3 separate regions of the Mus musculus genome follow, and regions 2 and 3 are each linked to region 1. The links are chromatin contacts, called in public capture Hi-C maps. All regions are on one chromosome and are shown on one strand. Each heading gives the region's core, a stretch centred on a gene start, on an enhancer-like site or on the middle of the called end of the contact. The rest is flanking DNA. Distances are from core to core; before and after follow the strand shown.

Evidence for each region. Capture Hi-C pulls out chosen DNA fragments and counts their contacts.
Region 2: a contact with region 1 is called in a capture Hi-C map of bone marrow-derived macrophages, with 7 times the contacts expected there. The contact joins two enhancer-like sites. A contact is called at or near these places in 1 of 484 Hi-C or Micro-C datasets (macrophages) and 1 of 9 other capture datasets (bone marrow-derived macrophages).
Region 3: a capture Hi-C map of bone marrow-derived macrophages shows a contact between it and region 1, with 8 times the contacts expected there. The contact joins two enhancer-like sites. A contact is called at or near these places in 2 of 9 other capture datasets (bone marrow-derived macrophages and embryonic stem cells).

What each region holds. Positions count from the first base shown.
Region 1 is chr11:110,695,787-110,699,981 of GRCm38.p6, reverse strand. No RefSeq gene overlaps it. Among named protein-coding and RNA genes, the nearest start is that of Gm46300, 150 kb to the right of the region's middle. Within about 2 kb of position 1,676, at least 36 of the 459 cell types and tissues checked have an H3K27ac peak or open chromatin away from gene starts, as enhancers often do. A contact at or near this core is called in bone marrow-derived macrophages and macrophages, where this site is marked.
Region 2 is chr11:111,440,408-111,444,602 of GRCm38.p6, reverse strand. No RefSeq gene overlaps it. Among named protein-coding and RNA genes, the nearest start is that of Gm30158, 70 kb to the left of the region's middle. Within about 2 kb of position 2,117, at least 7 of the 459 cell types and tissues checked have an H3K27ac peak or open chromatin away from gene starts, as enhancers often do. A contact at or near this core is called in bone marrow-derived macrophages and macrophages, where this site is marked.
Region 3 is chr11:111,288,796-111,292,990 of GRCm38.p6, reverse strand. No RefSeq gene overlaps it. Among named protein-coding and RNA genes, the nearest start is that of Gm30158, 220 kb to the left of the region's middle. Within about 2 kb of position 2,175, at least 27 of the 459 cell types and tissues checked have an H3K27ac peak or open chromatin away from gene starts, as enhancers often do. A contact at or near this core is called in bone marrow-derived macrophages, where this site is marked.

The DNA of each region.
Region 1 (4,195 bases), core at 427-2,926:
GCCTACCATGGACAGGGCTTTCTAACATCAACAAGGAATCAAGAAAATGCACAAGATTCCCAAAGATATGCCCACAAGCCAAGCCAATCTGATAGAGGCAATCTTCAACTGAGGTACCATCTTCTCAACAACCAAGATTAGCCATAGATTAGCCATTATCTTTCTTAATCTTCTCTCTCCCCTCTCCCCTCTCCCCTCTCCCCTCTTCCCTCTCCCCTCTCCCCTCTCCCCTCTCTCCTCTTCCCTCTCTCCTCTCTCTCTTTCTCTCTCTCTCTCTCTCTCTCTCTCTCTCACACACACACACACACACACACACACACACTATGCCCCTTCTATCAGTTTTTATTTTCAAATCACTACCATGTCCTCAAACTCTCCCTTGGCATGGAAAATGAACAAAAATGTCAAAAGACATCCCTGAATGCTTACGTTTAAAAAGTTTTAATGCAACTTTCCATAAGTTTTGTCAGGGTTAATTGCTCCGATATCAACATCTCCTTACTAAACCCCTCCCTGCCAAAACAAAGGGAAAAGACTATAAAAAAGTAAGACTATCAATCCTATGAAAAATATATGTAATCCTAGAAAGTTGCCTTTTTTTTAATTTATCTAATCTAAATTCTTGAAAGTAGATCTTGAGGTTATTGAGAAGTTTATATTTTGAGGTGGGACCCTAGCTAGTACATTTCATTCTTTATGAGTAAACTTTGTATAGGAAAAACTCTACTTAAAGATCTCACCTTTAATCCTTTGTCTTGATTTGAGATCCAGTTACCTCCAGCTTCTCTCCACTGACTTCTTTTGAATTGTCTAGCTTCTACAAAATTTAAACTGCCCAAGCTATCTTAATTCCTGGGCTAGCACTTGCCATTTGTAATGACCCATCACCCTACATTTTCCTTAAGCTTACCTCTCTCTCTGCACCCGCATGAATAAGGTTTGAATTAAGATGATTAAGCCACTACTTTTGCTCCTTGCAGGGCTATTCCAAGATGCTTTGTGCATTACAGCCCAGGATGCTATGATATCCGAGATGTTTTTTCCTCTTCCAATCTTGGCCAAGTACTTTAAAATGAACAGAGAACTTTGTAAGGAAAGGAAGAAAGAAAGAAAGAAAGAAAGAAAGAAAGAAAGAAAGAAAGAAAGAAAGAAAGAAAGAAAGAAAGAAAGAACAACAACTATGGTTCCAAGAGTGGGTGAACATTCCAGAGAGGTTCTTGTTCCCCCCCCCCAAACAGGTCTGCCCATCCCTACAAATAGCATTCTTGTATGAATAGTCCCGAGGTGAGTCACAAAACAACAAAGAAAACACAGTTTCTCAACGTGACAAAGGAAGGTTCTTTTTTTTTAATTTGAATTTGCATGCAGTTTATATTTTTAAACAGGAACTAGAAGAAAGGGGTTCCACTTTCAGTGAGCATATCCAGTCATGAGTTGCACTCTTTGCCCAGTTCCCTCAGTGGTGAAAATTTGGAATGGGTGACTATGACTCAATTTTGCTTCCTTTCATCTCACGGATTCTTCCATCCATTGTTTCCAGCATGCCAATGCACAAATTGTGTGCCAGCGTTGCTTCCAAACTTTAGTTCTAACCACACCACGCCACACTACTGAACCCTCCCCATCTTGTGATGTCCAAGTTTCCAGCATTTCCAAATTCTTCACAACCCTCTGTCACTCTCCACTCGGATTGTAGCCTCTATTAGCCCCTTGCATGACACCGCCTCAGCTAGCCTTCCCTGTGTCTCCTCTCTTTTGCCTAAAACAATATTTTTTTTATGAAATGCCACATTCCTTTTGCCTTTGATAACCAAGTGTTCTCCATGACTATAAATAGCTTTTCTCAACTTCACCTAGAGTCATTCTTAGAGGAATGGCTTTGCAATTGATTGCTGTATTTCTCACACCATTCACCTTTATCCAAAGTATACCAACATGTGTAGGCTTACCATAATGTCTGAATTAGTCTGAATCACCTTGGTCCCGTCATTGTCAGCTTCATGATAATTATCTTTCTCAGGTAGGGGATGGAGAAAACTCATATTGTATACTTTTTTTTCCATTCTACTGCCAGAAAGAACATGCCCCAAACATATTTGACACTGGTGTCACAGGAGAGAATGGGAAGGTCATCCTGAAGCTGTTAGGATGTGTATGTGGAAGAAGGAAAGTGAAGTGATAAGCAGGGGAAGAAGAAGCTAGCTTGAAAAGAATATGGCAAGAAAATTACTAACTCCCAAATTATCATAATTTCCAGCTAAGTGATCTACCCAAGAGCTGCAAGATGAAGCAGAATATTTCTCAACACTTATACACAGGGGTATAAGGCACAGGGACCCATTAATGCATAGAGATGCTGCAGGATAGAGGAGTATGGCAAGGGCTACCCTAACGGAAAATTTAAAGATGCTTCGCAGATTGTGCTGGGGTGAGTGAGTTTAGATTGATGTAAGTGTCCTTTCGATCTGTATCAATACAGGGTGAAACATCCTATGTAAAATAGAAGATTGAGACCAGCTTTAAAACTAAGACACATAGTGCACAGAAAGATGAGGACATGAGTAATGGGTACTTTTTAGTTAAGGGCTTCATGTCCCTACACTTCCACTCGTTCATTTGCAAAATGGAAGGGCTCCTGTTTACCTTTCCCTTGGTTGAATTGTTTTTAGCTCAGATGACGATGACAGCGAGGCCATGAGGAGCTGATGAAAGCCGGAAGATGAATCGCTGTTGTTGCTATGACTTCCTCTATTTGGAACCAAAAGTTTCCATGAGTTCAGCCTGGAAGTGAACACAGCATCGGGCCCTGTTGTGTAAAGCCTAGAAGGACCATCATCTTGGAAATTATTTTTAAAGCTACTGTGTGGAGATTGGCTAAAAGGCTTGAAACTTCTGAGACAGCTAAAGTTACCACCACTAAAAAAAAAAAATCTCCCTTGTACTATGAAATAATTCATTTCAGTCCTCACAATTCATCAATCTACACATATTCAGATATGGGCTTTTCAAGACAAAGGGGTTAATCAACCTACCCAAAGCCATGATGGTTATTTTACACCCAGACTACCCAATGCCAAAGAGGATAACATTCCCAATAATTCATTAAAACTTCATTATTTATCATATATTATATTATATTATATTATATTATATTATATTATATTATATATTATTGATGATTTTTATCACTTACCATTATTATTTCCCAAACTTGCCTGAAACTTGACAGGTAGCCAAAGCAGCCAAGGGTAACCTTGAAGACTCTTGTGCTTCTACCTCCTGACTTTTGGAATTACAGGTGTGTTGTCACACCACAGTCAACAAAATCAATTGTTATTTTAACAGAATTTTTAGAAACATGATACACATAAGTGAAACTGGTCTTTTGAAGAAATGAAAAGAGCTTACGTACTTCCTCTGTTAACCCCAGAGTGCCCGTGTCCAACATTGGATCTCCAGGAACATGTCCACTGATACCTTGGAATTGCTAGAAGAGAGTTCAGAAATGCTGCCTTTTGCACTTTTGCTTACTTTTCAATGCAACTTTCCTAAGTCTGAAATATGACAGCATCCCTACAGATCAGAAGGGTTGCATGATTTCAGAAACAGAAATGCCATTCACCAGTGGTGCCAGGGTTTGATGCAGTAGGTATTCTAGGTTCACATCAGTCCCAGTTGAATTCTTCCTGTATCACTTATGAAACTTCTAGTCAGCACTTGTCATGAGCAAAGCACAGAGTGAAGGCAAAATTGCTCCAGGTCATTCCCCATGAAATGAATAAAGAAAAAGAAAAATATGTGTGTAGTGTAGTTGAGAGAGAGCCCAGCTTGGGCTTTAAGCTGTGACTGTCATTTACAGGTGCTATCATTTTAAAAACATCTGCATCACTGTGGGGAGGGGTGGGTGGAGGATTTTGTTTTCATGTTTGCAAATAGACCAGGTGTTTGCTGTTGCATGTAGTTTTGTGCTACCGCCTTTAGCTCTAGAAGGTAACTGTACTCACTACCAGCTCCCTCCAAGCTTCTCTTGAATCCGTGGATATAAACCACACACACAGTTTTGTCTTTACAACTTGCCTTTTTGCCACAATTGTTGGGCACTGCTATCTCCCACCTGGAAAAGCATGTCCTTAATATTTTTATCTCAGTTCCTCCCACCTGCCCTAAACTCCAGTGGCTAATTCCACCTAGCCCC
Region 2 (4,195 bases), core at 868-3,367, 740 kb before region 1:
ACACTTTACAGTATACAGTGGCTATATTCGAGTGACTTGATTTTTGTCTGGTTTCCATTTAACTCCTGAGGGGGGAAAATGTCAACTCCACAGATGTCTTCAGACAGAAGATTTTAGAGCCCAGAGGACTGTGAAGTTTCACCTTATCATATATAGCACCTGGACCTACAGAGATTTTGCAAGAGACATTACTGTAATCCAGAAAGATCAAAGGCAAATGAGTCATTTGGACAGTCCAGTTTCAGATGGAGACTTCAGAATAACATTCAAAGATAAGCCATACAAATTTAAACCCCTGGGGATTGTTTATTTATTTGTGTGTTATTGTTATTTATTTGTGTGTGGGGAGGGGCACACATGTACATGGTGGCACGCATTCATGTAAAAGCTAGAGGTCAAGGTCAGATGTCTCTGTCACTCTTCACATTATGTTATGAGGCAAGACCTCTTGCTGAACTTGACCAGCTTGGCTGTCCAGTGAGCCCCTGAGGTTGTCCTGGCTCTGCCTGCCCATCAGTGAGGTTACATACAACACTTGTTGTTTCTCCTGGCTTTTCACATGGAGCTGGATATTCAAACTCAGCTCCCCATTCTTACACGCCAAGTACTACCCTGACACAGTGCCTCACACCAGTCATTTTTTCAAAAAGGAAAATAAAAGTTAATTTTCATTGTTTCTTCTTCTTTAACATGCATCCTTTACATCCTTGTCTGTAGGTGGATGGTAACCATCCACAAGATTTAGGCTCTTTTAAATCCCAGAATGTTTGCTTATGCTCCATGCTTAGATTGTACATTGGATGACAAAACTGTTTCCTTCTGTTGGATATGTTTCAAGAACTGGACAGAGCAATTTTGCTTACTTTCAGTTAGCTAGGACTAATTACAGCCCTGTATCCAACTAGGAGGAAACTATTCTTTGTCTTTAAGAAAGAGGAGGTGCTAGTGGTGGAAGCCCATGTTCCCTAGAATTGTGAGATCTGATATTTGGTCTATGAATGAGCTAATTTCTCTTCAGTGTTACACAATGTTGAGTAGGAAAGTTAAACTTAGTGTTTGTATCATTGCCCTTTAATGTTTGAGTTAGCATGTGCTGCTAACTTCAGATAGAGGATATTTACCAGGTGGTAATGATCCTTGAAATATAATTCCTTTTGCTTAAAATACCGAAAGTAAATAACACAGAAAGCACAGTGAAAAGGGATAAACTACAAATACACACACACACACACACACACACACACACACACACACGACACTACTTAAGGGGCACAATGACCAGGACGTGTGCCCTATTTGTGATAATGTGACAGAGGAGAGGTAAGAGAGGAGGGTGGTCAAGATTAACATATGGAGGAAGCCAATTAACATAAAGCCGCTCCCCATAAGAGTTATATTTAAGGAAGCTAGACATAAGTATAGGAGGAGGTGGGTGCTATTAAAATGACTAATAAAAACTCTCACTCTCATGGCCAAATGCCTTTTGAGGTCCTAAACTTACCTAGCTCTCTCTAGCCTGTTTCCATTCTCTCTCTCTTTCTCTCTCTCTTTCTCTCTCTCTCTCTGTCTCTCTCTCTCTCTCACCTCTCTCATTGTCTCCGATCTGATTTCTTTGCCCAGAACACATTCTGCCAAACTGTAGACTTTATTTGGATGCAGAGAAAATGATTTGGTTACTAAGAAGGGGCAGGAAGTTCAAATGGAGAAAATGACAGGACCAGAAGCACAGATGTGAAGCAATGGACACAGAGCTCTGCTCCTGCATTGGACCAGGTAGCAGTGAATGTCCTGTGCAGGGACAGAGACTTCCATTCTCCAACAAGTACCTGTTGCATACATCTTCATAAATCATGCAAGGATTTGTGCTCACTCAGGCATTCAGGTCCCTCTGGTGAAGAAGATGAATTTATTAATCACCTAAGTGCACAAGAAGACCTCTAATATTTTAACCAGCAATATCCTGTGCCTGCTTTTATGGAAATGTCCTCCTTTGCAGTGATCTCCCAAAAACCTTTCAAGGGCAGCAATCTGAAGAAGAGGAAGCCCAGTCCCCTCCATGCCTTTGCCTGACACTTTGGCAGATCAAAGATGTCATCTTACAAAAGAGAACTTTTCAAGATGTGGTCAGGAGACTGGTTTTACAGAGGAAGCAAACAGAAATAAATCCCACAGTCACAGACAAGAATGGTCTGCTGCTCCTCAGTTCTCTTCTTGCTCATGTTGCCAAATCTGGAGGCACCAAACCCCAGGGAATGTAAAGAACAGTCTCTCTCTCTCTCTCCCTCTCTCTCTCTCTCCCCCCCCCTCTCTCTCTCTCTGTTACTCCATGATTCTTTACATTTGAACTGCAATCCCAACTTCATGTTATTTTCTGAAGTCATTGAAATGGCATCCCTATATGTGGATAAATCTCATTTGAAATTTGTTGGTCACTAGACTCTGAGCTAGGAGACCAAATTTCACTTCATGAAATTTGGTGTCACCTTTTTGTCCTGTTTGAATCTCTCTCATATGTATTTGTGAAATTCTCATAAAAACTAATCACTCTATTTCCTTGACAGATCATATTTTGTGAAAGACAAAACAAATCCAAACAACCAACCAAAAAACCTTCTGCATTATTTATACTCAAAGAGACAAACAAAAATGTCCATTTCAAGAAATCATAGTTCACAGTCCCTTTTCTCCACTGTGGATTAAATGGCAAGCAGAACATTTCACAGGTGATACTGATTTACCACCTGCTATTTTGATTGGCAGGGACTGGAATCCATATCCACTTAATTTACTGGTTTATGGAATAGGTTCATTAAGAAATGAGAATGAGTCTTATTATTGCTGTTAGAAATAAGCGGCATGGTCCCAAACAAATCACACCATGCAACAGATCTCACATGGAAGGTTTATTAGGAGGGTGTCAGAGGTAGCCTCTGGGAGAGGGAGGAGGAAAAGAGAGAGGGAGGACCAGTCTTTTATCTAGGCGATGATGCGTGTGCCAAGGGACATAGCAAGAATATAACATGCATAAATCTTCTAAGTGATAAATATATTCTTTCATGAGCTGGGTCAAGATAATTCCCTTTCTCACTGAATTGTCACACAATCCAAAGTACAGCTTTCTGTTTGAGGATAAAAAAGAATAGTGTGTTATTCTCCATCATGTTTAAGTTTTGTTGCATGTAAAGCAGTCTGAAGTCTTTAAGCAAAAGAATTGAATTAACAACTCATTTCAAACACAATAGGTATGTTATACTGGAATTTCATGGCATCTCCTCTTTAAAATTAACAAACAAGCAAGCAAACAGAAACTATAAGAAGTGTTTCTGAACTCAAAAATTATCAAGCTCTATAGTAGAGCTTCAGGAATGTATATTAAATTTGCAAGTTATCTTGCACTATTCTTTTTTATTCAATACACTAGACTTGTACATTTTCCTGTACAGTTCATAAAAGACACTCTCTACATCTGACATTTTAAATAGATTTTTTAAAGTTATTTTACACATTGGATTGAGGGAGTGGAACTAAAGAAATAATTCCTGCAAAGACAGGAGGGAAGGAAGGAAGGAAGGAAGGAAGGAAGGAAGGAAGGAAGGAAGGAAGGAAGGAAGGAAGAAAAAGGAAGAAAGGCAGACAGATAGATACACCCAAGCATGGGGATGTCTTTGACCTAACTATACACCTTTTCAGTTCACTGACAAGTTGAACTTGGAATGGGCTAACAGTAACTCAGATGGTGACCAAGGGGGCATTCTAGGGCAGAAGGCAAATGCACCTGTGATGGCCACCGCTGTGGAGAGGAAATAAATATTCCGACTTGTCCAAAGTGCTGACGCTCTGGCTTCTGTTTGGAGTGGTCTCCATGTTCTCCTAACTTCACTTAATTGTTGTGAAGTCAGGCTGTTAGACTGACCCTCACTTCCCAGGAAATGAGGGCTCTGGTAAGGTCAGCAGGGGAGGAGGCTTCTGGGTATAATGTGGGTCAATGGCATTGGCAGCCAAGTCCTCAAGAGAGGAAAATCTAGACTAGGGTGGCTTTTTGACTTAGCATTATCTGTCTTGAGAAAATTTTCTCTGACACTTTCTTGATGAGGCAAATTGCCAAGCCAATAGAAATGTTTGCCACAGACTATTCCAAATCAACTGTGATGTGGCCTGTCAGCACCAATATATAAGCTCACCCCCTCCCCAATTT
Region 3 (4,195 bases), core at 926-3,425, 590 kb before region 1:
CCCTAGAGAAAATTATATCTGGTACCTGAATATTTTTCTTTTTTTTTTCTATTGATTTATCATGCTACTTCTTTCATTTTTCAAGCTTAACATCATTGAATGTTTTTATGAGATAATTATGTAATTTATATTTTCCTATAAAATGATCCTGCAGTCATAATTTCAAATGAAATTATACATACTCCCTTGTATGCTTTAAAACAAAGTCTACCAGTACCACAGTTATCACTCTCATTTCCAGAATTTTATATTTTCTCTAAATATAAAAGATGTAGCTACACTGAAAATCAATGGAAATATATCACAACAACTGAAGTTCATGTTAATACTGTATTTTATTGTTGATTCTAGCTTAAAGCACTAACTGCTGCTAATGATTAAGCAGTCTACAAGCACAGATTTAATGCTTTCAAAGATCCAGAAACTATTCAGAAGTAATTTTAATTCCTATGAGCTTAGGGAAAATATCGTGAACTATGATAAATTTCTGAATGCATCATATGTTCATCAGACCAGTGACACATCTGTAGAAGTTTATAGCACATGTCACTAGTCCTCTGCTTGATGTGTCCTCCTGTTTATAGCATCCCCTTCTCACTTCTGTTTTGTGTGTTTTATCTCTTCACCTGTCCATAAAACCTTACCCTCTTATGCTCACTGACAAAGCTGTAAACACCCACCATTCTATTCCCTTTCAAGCGCTTGATTCCCTCCTTGGAAATACCTCAAATAACATTAAGGATGCTCGTATTGATAATTTGTTTTCTCTGCTCTGTTACATAGAAAACACACACTGACTTGGTTCCTCGAGGAATCCCGTGGAGTCAGTAGAGAACAGTGAGTGCTCAAATGTGCTTGTATTCCTTTCTGTTCTTCCTTTATTGCAAGCCAACTCACTAGTCAGTCTATAAAGTCAGGAAGATATATGTAAGACCAGCTGATAGTCACATAAGCTCAGCTGAATACAGCAGGAGCAATTAACCTAATGTTTCCTTACAGATTCTCTTCACGCTGTAAAAGGCCCATTAGTAACTTTTTTTCTGATACCACTTATATTCAATCAGGTATAAAGCCATTTCATTGGCCCTTAGTTTTAGTTCCCATCCTTCAAATGCCTTCAAGCTTTTACGTTATCAGATATATAAAAATTTAAAACACCTTTGACCCTTGACTCTTGTGTTCTTCATGCAATATCTGTATTTCACTATGGAGGGAAGATAGTCCTTTGTGTGTTGTTTTGTGTGTGTGTGTTTGTGTGTGTGTGTGTTTGTGTGTTGTGTTGGTTTTGTCACCTGCCCTCAGTTGCTTCTCTGTTCTTTTGATACTAGCTTCATTTTAGTTTTCAACCCATGCAATAGATGGAATGAGCTTTGTTTTCTGCTAATCGTGAATTTATACTAGGAAAAAAAAATAACAAGACCTTCTTTAAAAAGATATTACATGTCATTATCTTCATGGATTGACCAAACAATAGACTTATTACTCAAGCTATCTGTGAAGATGAATAACTGGGAACTACTAAGGAGAGGAGAGTATCTTTCTTGTTTGGTTGTGTAAAACATAGGAAGAAATTCTAGCATGGATGTGATATATTTTCTGCTGTCTGATGGAAATAGTCTGAATGAAGACAATGCAGAACATATCTGTGTTTAAAATACACAATGTGATGGTTTGTGTATGTTTAGCCCAGGGAGTAGCACTATTTGGAGGTGTGGCCTTGTTCAAATAGGTGTGGCCTTAATGGAGGAGGTATGTCAATGTGGGTGTGGGCTATAAGAACCTCACCCTAGCTGTCTGGAAATCAGTCTTCCACTAGCAGCCTTCAGATGGAGATGTAGAACTCTCGGCTCTGCTTGCACCATGCCTTTGCCATGTTCTCATCTTCATGATAATGGACTGAACCTCTGAACCTGTAAGCCAGCCCCAATTAAATGTTGTCCTTTGTAAGACTTGCCTTGGTCATGGTGTCTGTTCACAGCAGTAGAAACCTAACAAAGACACATACCTATAGTTCTTTTCCTAGGTTGGGAATCCATGAGAATCGCCCTCCCATGTTAACATGTCTTTCTGTTGTCTTTCTCCAGGTCCTGTTCAGGCAGCATTAGGGAGACTTCATGGGGATTGCTTCCCTGACCTTTGTAAGAGTCACAATCTCACAACTGACTTCCTGTTCCTCCAAGATTTATATTTTTATCCACTTCCTCTTCCAAAATAACTACAAGCAGCTAAGGACTGTTGAGAGTGGGAGAAATAGTCTGACACAAGAAAAAGCACCTAATTGGTTACTCAATACCAAGTGGGTGGTCAGTTGTGAAATCATATACAAACAAGTAACATGACATGACTAAGCAGGTTATATTTATATGTTCAGGAATATATATATCTCATATATTTAGGAGTATATTTATTCTATATATAATAAAAAGGCCATGAAGATGAGAAAGATCTGATAAATATGAGATGAAAATCAAATATTGTAAGAATTGGAGGGATGAAAGGAAAAGGGAAATGATATAATTATGTTTTAATTTTACAATTAAAAAAAATAAGAGAACTGTCTGGTGAGCCAGAGAGATCCAGCCACCACTGAAGCTCCATCATTACTGAGAGACTGAACCATAAGCAATGGCAAGGACCATCTTAAGATTGCATATACATAATATGAAGTTTTCCATGACAATAACCCCTTTGGAGAACTTGAGATTTACCTACTTCCTTTCTGTGCTAACAAATAACAACCTTACCCGACCCCCAATTCTGGAGATCAAACCAAGCTCCTTTCAAATGCTAGGCAAACACTCCACTACTGAATTGCCTCTCCACTTTTCTTCTCTGCAGCCACCATGCTTATCATTAGCAAGTGACCTTCAGTTACTGAAGCTCTCTCAATTCGAATCACTTCTGTGGAGATAAACGTGCCCTTCACGTTTGTTCTCTCCACAAGTACAGGTATTATATAATTCTTTATGGATAAAACAATACAACGCAACCCTATAATACAAATTGTATACTTAAGACTCAGGGATCATCACAAAAGAGAGAGTGGGGTGATTATAAGAACCAGAGAACCAGGACATCTATTATGAGACAGTGTCTTAAAAAATACATACAGGAAGTGAAGGAAGTGAAGGGGTTTAGGAGTGGAAATAGGAGAAGAATTGGGGCAGAGTAAGGAATGAAAACATCAAAATACATAGTTTTTCAAATTTCCAAAGATATATACATATATACACATATACATACACATACACACACACACACACACACACACACACACACACATATATATAATTTTACAATTTAAAAAATTAATAAGAAAACTGTCTGATGAACCAGAGAGATCCAGCCATCACTGAAGCAACATCATTACTTAGAGACTGAACTGATATTTCTTTTTGACTTAAGCCACAAGCAATGGCAAGGATATATATATATATATATATATATATATATATATATATATATTATAATTTATTTCATAGGTTGTCTCAAAAAGTTCCCTTGGGATCAAGTATCAACTATTCATAGGAATGGTTAATGAATTTCTCATTTCAAAATGATTTTAAGAATTCTTCCCTTGGGCTGTAGCGACGACTCAGTGGTTAAGTGTGCTGGCTACTCTCACAATGGACTGAGAGTAGTTCCCATCACTCACATCACGGGTCACCACTTCCTGCATCTCTGGTTCCAGGGAATCTGATGCCCTTTTCTGACCTCCATGGACACCATACATGTGTGGCATGCACACACAGAGAAAGATACATGCTCATACACACTAATAAAAGTAAAGATAAATCTTTAAAACTTGAACTCCTATTTTACCTTTCTGGTCTCACTTCATCTTCCTAAATGTATCCAATGGATTAATTTCAGAAACTCTTGGCCTGGCTTCAGCTTTGGAAATCGTTGAGGATTTCTGGCCATTGGCACTGGGGAGTTGGTGTGAGGGCACGGGGCTCAGAAAGCAGAGTTTCTTCTTGATTAGATTCTGGAATTTCAACCCTTACTTATCACAATAACCACCAACTTCTGGTGAGGAACAGCAGAGAACATTCCAACCGGCATTCCTTTATTGCCTACCGCGTCTAACCTAAAGTTGGCTGCATAACCATGTAATAATTCCTGGCATAATAACCAGAATTTTAACATCTTAAACTTAAACTTTAAAGAAACAAGAAAACATAACAAATCTCTG